Regions from separate parts of the Sus scrofa genome. Here region 1 is linked to region 2. The links are chromatin contacts, called in public HiChIP or PLAC-seq maps. All regions are on one chromosome and are shown on one strand. The core of a region is the stretch at or near the end of the contact, and the rest is flanking DNA. Distances in the headings are between cores, read along the strand shown.

Evidence for each region. HiChIP or PLAC-seq counts read pairs in DNA pulled down with a chosen protein or histone mark.
Region 1: a contact with region 2 is called in an H3K27ac HiChIP or PLAC-seq map of skeletal muscle. The contact joins two enhancer-like sites. A contact is called at or near these places in 1 of 47 Hi-C or Micro-C datasets (epiblast stem cells) and 1 of 2 datasets of contacts at active chromatin or transcription factors (skeletal muscle).

The regions. Positions count from the first base shown.
Region 1 is chr1:77,459,100-77,461,799 of Sscrofa11.1, forward strand. The region is part of intron 3 of LOC102167874; the gene reads left to right. Among named protein-coding and RNA genes, the nearest start is that of REV3L, 60 kb to the left of the region's middle. Within about 2 kb of position 1,327, at least 12 of the 83 cell types and tissues checked have an H3K27ac peak or open chromatin away from gene starts, as enhancers often do. A contact at or near this core is called in skeletal muscle, where this site is marked.
Region 2 is chr1:77,332,024-77,334,842 of Sscrofa11.1, forward strand. REV3L (DNA polymerase zeta catalytic subunit) reads right to left here. Exons shown (of 33, transcript XM_021091241.1): 3 at 2,706-2,819. The coding sequence starts at 2,800. Among named protein-coding and RNA genes, the nearest start is that of REV3L, 67 kb to the right of the region's middle. Within about 2 kb of position 1,343, at least 5 of the 83 cell types and tissues checked have an H3K27ac peak or open chromatin away from gene starts, as enhancers often do. A contact at or near this core is called in skeletal muscle, where this site is marked.

The DNA.
Region 1 (2,700 bases), core at 77-2,576, 130 kb after region 2:
TCTCCTGGATACTAGGTGGTTTCGTTTTGGCTGTGCCACAATGGGAAATCTCCTCATTCTATTTTAATTACCTGCTCCCTTGTCTGTGTCTATTGTCCTGGAAGTTCTTTAAGGCTAAGGACTCAGTCTTGGTCTCTAGCACTTACCTCAGTGCCTGGTGTGTTCCAGAACTCATAAAATATTTGTTGAAAATAGAAGAAAGGAAAGAAAAAGACAAAGAGGGAGAAGATAAAATGAGGAAGCTGAAATATATTATCTATCTAGCTTCTTACAGCGAAGACTCTGCAATTCCTTGTTCTTAAATTCCCTCTTTAATGTCAACCTCAATTTTTACAAATTCAAATTTTCTCTGGTAAGAAGTTTCAAGTGGTTACACCAAATTAGAAGAACTATAAATATATATTCATACATGTGATACAATTTTAGGACTCAGATTTAGAGTTCATTTAATGAGCCCAAACTTTATTTTATATATGAGGAAACTGAGGCACAAAGAGATTAAGTTGTCTGCCCAAACCCACCTGGTTAGCGGGAAGACCAAATTTCAGACACTGCCTTGCTCCTTTCGGGCTGCACCCCATGGGCCTGCAAGCCTAGTAACTGCCCAGCCTGAAGCTGAAGAAAGAGCTGGGAGCAACAGAAGCATCGACGGTTTATTGGCTAGCTGGATCTTCCACAAAGGGTCCTGGATCACACCCAACCGTGTGGGCAGGACATAGCTACACTCTTCACTACCTGTGGGAGAAGGAGGCTGCCATTTATAGAGGGAATCTACGTCCAGGAGCTCATCAGTTACCAGGGCTAATTAAGCTCTGTAATTAAGAAGATTGGATAGTCATGTGGATGAAGCAGGGCCAGGTCGAGCAGGGGATGTAGAGAGAGCGAGAGAACAGCCATCTTGAACAGCCCAACTATAGAGCCCCCAGACCAGGATAGCTGGTCTCTAGTCTTCCTTTCTGAAAGAGCTGCTACAAACATGGCTACAAATAGAAGTGACAGATGTTTCCCCTTTTATGTGTTGGTTATATCAATCCACACATTTCTGGCTGTAAATGAAACTTTAAGAAACACCCTTCTCTGTTCCTAGACAAACTAATGAAAATCGGTTCTCTTTTCTTCCAGAAATGTCAGAGGTATTACCATCGTTCATCAGGTGACTCCTGTTAAGTTGTTTGCTAAACAGAGTTGCAGTCATTTGACCTGCTTTCAGCCAGGCTGGGTATCAAGGCTCAACATTCGGATGTTAAGCCATAGGGTAGTGCTGCCATGAGACCAGCTTCTTGGCGAGAAGCCCTGAGGTGCAGATGTAAGGTGACCGAGTGCAGGCTTGAGGCCAGGGCCCAGTGCTCAGTGCCAGAAACCTGAGCCAAACATTGGAACTAATTCCCAGGGAGCTGAATTGGTGTCAATTAAAATTTTAGATGAAAAGATCTTTTGTTTACTCTGAAGAACCACTTCATTTTATAAGCTCATAGGAAAACTAGATGTTTTGCCATTATACTTGGAATGTTTTCCAGAGGCCAAACCTTTAAAAATGAAAAGGAAGAAAGAGGAGGAGGAGAAGAAAAAGACAGTTTTAGATGACTTAAGAAATCAAGAAAATATTTCTTTTTTTTTTTTTGGTCTTTTTACCTTTTCTAGGGCCGCTCCCGTGGCATATGGAGGTTCCCAGACTCGGGGTCAAATCGGAGCTGTAGCCACTGGCCTGCACCAGAGCCACGACAATGTGGGATCCAAGCTGAGTCTGTGACCTACACCACAGCTCACAGCAACGCCGGATCCCTAACCTACTGAGCAAGGCCAGGGACTGAACCCACAACCTCATGGTTCCTAGTCGGATTCGTTAACCACTGTGCCATGACGGGAACTCCAAGAAAACATTTCTTGAAAGCAACATCTTTCATAGATATGCTAACTGGGAACCTTTATTTTTGTGTCTTGAAATATTCTGTGAAAATTGTCAGGTGGTACTGGAGTGAAAGTGGTAGTGATCAAGGTGAAGGCAATGAACCAAACTCTAGACCAATACAGATTTGAATTCACCACCACTTCCTAGCAGCTGACTTGTGTGCTATACTTAAGCACAGAGACTGTGTTACATATTGGGGTTTTCAACCTGACTGTGGTAGAATCATCTGCATGCTTTAAAAAAAAAACCTTCAGAGTTCCTGTTGTGGCACAGTGGAAGCGAATCCGACTAGGAACCATGAAGTTGCAGGTTTAATCCCTGACCTCGCTCAGTGGGTTAAGGATCTGGCGTTGCCGTGAGCTGTGGTATAGGTCACAGACTTGGCTCGGATCCCACGTTGCTGTGGCTGTGGTGTAGGGTGGCAGTTACAGCTCTGATTTGACTCCTAGCCTGGGAACCTCCATATGCCTTGGGTGTGGCCCTAAAAAGACAAAAAATAAATAAAAATTTAAAAAATAAAAATTAAAAAAAAGTCCCTGCCTGGGCCCCAACCCAGACCAATTAAATCAGACTCTCTGGGGTGGGACTCAGGCACAAACAGTTTTGGAATGCTCCTTGGTGACTCTAATGTTACAGACAAATGGCATAGTGATCATAGCTTTGATGCTGGAGTCAGTTGCTTGGGCTCAAACTCCACATATGCCCTTTCATGGAAATTGACCTTGGGCAATTAACCTGATTGAGCCTCAGTGTTCTCATCTGTACAAATGGGGTAGTACAAGTTAAGTGTA
Region 2 (2,819 bases), core at 93-2,592:
AGGAGAAAAAAAGAGAATGGCAGCCATAAATTAGACTGAACAGCTCATCTTTTACCTCTAAGTGTTTAGATTTGTGACTCAACTATTCTTAAAAATATGGCTATGCTTTTAACAAATGCCCATCAAAAATACAGAAGATTGGTGACTATTCATTTCACTAGGCTGTTTTGGAGATTCAACTTTGAAATAAGAATATGTATATGAAAGTTAGCTAATGATTATCTTTAACCTAATTATTGTTATCATAGGATGGTTGTTTCACCTCATACATTTATTCAACCAAATAGTTCTGAACCATGTCTACTAAGTGACCCAATGTCATACGAAGTGCTAGGGATATAATTATGGACAAGACAAACATGTTCTTTTTACTCATAGAATGTACATGCTGGTGGGATAAGCACATAAAAATTAACAAACAAAACATTAAAATAACTGCAAACTGCAGTAAGCACTAAAGGAAACAAAGAATGGGCCAAGATACAGAATAATAATAAAAATGAAAACCTATTTTAAGAAGAGAAATGAGAGAAAACTTCTCTGAAGATATGAAAGATGTGAAGGATTGGGGAAGGGTAGAGCACTCAAAGAAAGGAAACTGCACGTACAAGGGTAGGAAAGAGCTCAGTACATGAGAGGAATTGAAAAAAGACCAGTGCTTTTGGATGGAACACAGTGAACAAAGCTACAGAGGTAGGCAGGGATTAGATCACATAGGCTATGGTTAGAAGCTTAAGTTTTATTTTATAAACAATATGAAGTCACTCAAGGATTTTAAATACTTTAAACAGGACCCAATTTACATTTTAAGAAGAGTACTTGTGCAGCTCTGGAGAGAGACATGAACAGAAGAAAATCCAATTAAAACGATAAAGTGGTGGTCCAGGTGAAAAACTGGATTAAGGTGGAAGAAGCAGACAGATTCAATATGGATTTCATAAAGATATATCCAACTCATATGTTCCAGTATGAACTTCAAATCTTTCCTGCCGGCCTGCTCCACCTGCATGGACTAAATATTCTGGAGTCATCCTTGACTCCTCTCTAAAACCTCATCCAGTAAAGATAGCAATCTTGGTGATCCTACACTCAGAACAGATCTAGGAGCTGACTACTTCTCACCACTTCCTGCTACTGTCCTCATTCAAGCCACCTTATTTTCTCACTCAAATTAATGAAACAGAGTCTTAATGTTCTCCCTTCTTGTACTATTTTTTTTTTTTTTTTTTTTTTTTTTGGCCACACTTGTGACAGGTGGAAATTCTCAGGCTAGAGATTGGATCCAGCCATAGCAGGCGACCCAAGCTGCTGCAGAAATGACACCAGATCCGTAAGCAGCTATGCCACAAAGGAACTCCTCCCTGCTACTAATCTTATGCTCCCATGATTTATTCTTCTCATAGTTGCTCAAGTGACCCTTTCAAGTTTCAGTTACATCATGGCTGCTCAAAAGCAGGCAATAGTTCAGAGTAAAAGCTAAAGTCCTTAGAATAGCTTACTGTAGTGGTTTTCAAACTTGAGTATGTGTCAGAATCGACAGAAAGGCTTATTAAAACACAAACTTCTGGGCCCCACCACTAGAGTCATCAGGTCTGGGGTGGGATGAAAGAATATATTTAACTAAGTTCTCAAGTGTGTTAAGTCTGAGTCCTTCAAGAAGTAAATGTCAAAATGTGCAAGAAATTTATTAGTGGAAACTCCTTGGAGAGAATATAAGGAGGAATCTGGGAGTGGCTGGGACAACTACCAGACTTAGATACAGGTCTGATCCAAGTGGGGAGAGAGGGACAGAGAGAAGATCGGTGGAAGTGTCTTCTAGTACAGTATGATTCTAATGAAAGTTCAGAAAGGCTGTCCAAGAGCCCTCAATGTCTCCCAGAAACAGGTCTGCCTTAGCATCTTTGCCATGTTTATTAGTCACTGACTGGGAGTAGCCTATGGAAAGCAGCTTCAGCTTATATGGGATGATAGATGGATAGATTTTAGTGAGGTAGCTGGGGCCATTGTTCAATTATGCTCCTTGTTATTTGGAGATCTGAGAGGTGCATTCTCATGGCTGTCAAACTACGTAAAACTGACTTTGGTGATCCACTGGCCAATAAGATCTCTATCCTCTCACTTCTCTCCAACCTCATTTTGTCCACTCTCCTTCCCCTCCATTCCAGTCATCTGGCCTCCATTTTGTTCCCATTTCCTCACCTTCAAGTCTTAGCTCAAACATCAAATTTACCTTGTCAATGACAAACTGCCACCACTCCACTTCCCCACCCCATGCTACAGATCCTTCTTATCCTGTTTTATATATTTTGTTCTACGGCACTTATTTATCACAATAAATAAATAAAATTATCTCATGTTATAACCTCCATGGGGACAGGGATCTTAGTTTTGTTCACCAATCCCAAGAACCTAGAATAGTGCCTGGCACATAAAAGGTTCTCAATAAATATCTGACCAATGAATTACATGAATTTCTACAGTTCTAAGAAGCAGAGAAGTGGAAAAAGTTAAAACCAAAATCCCTGTTACCCATCTATCTTTTGTTGCAAAAAAATTTTTAAATAGTAAGAAATTCACCCCAGTGCCCTTAGATTAGAAGTAAAAGAAAAATGAACAAAGTATATTTGGTTATGTTTTCTCTTAACTAGGAGAGCAGCATAAATACAGATAACACAGAATTTTAAAAGATGTTATTATATACTTACATTCCTGATACTAATGACACTTTGAACACGTGCTGAGCAGTGGAAGATGGTTTGCCTAAAGCCACATTAAGTGCTCTGTCGATACTGAATGCCATCTGAGAAAGATAGCTTTCT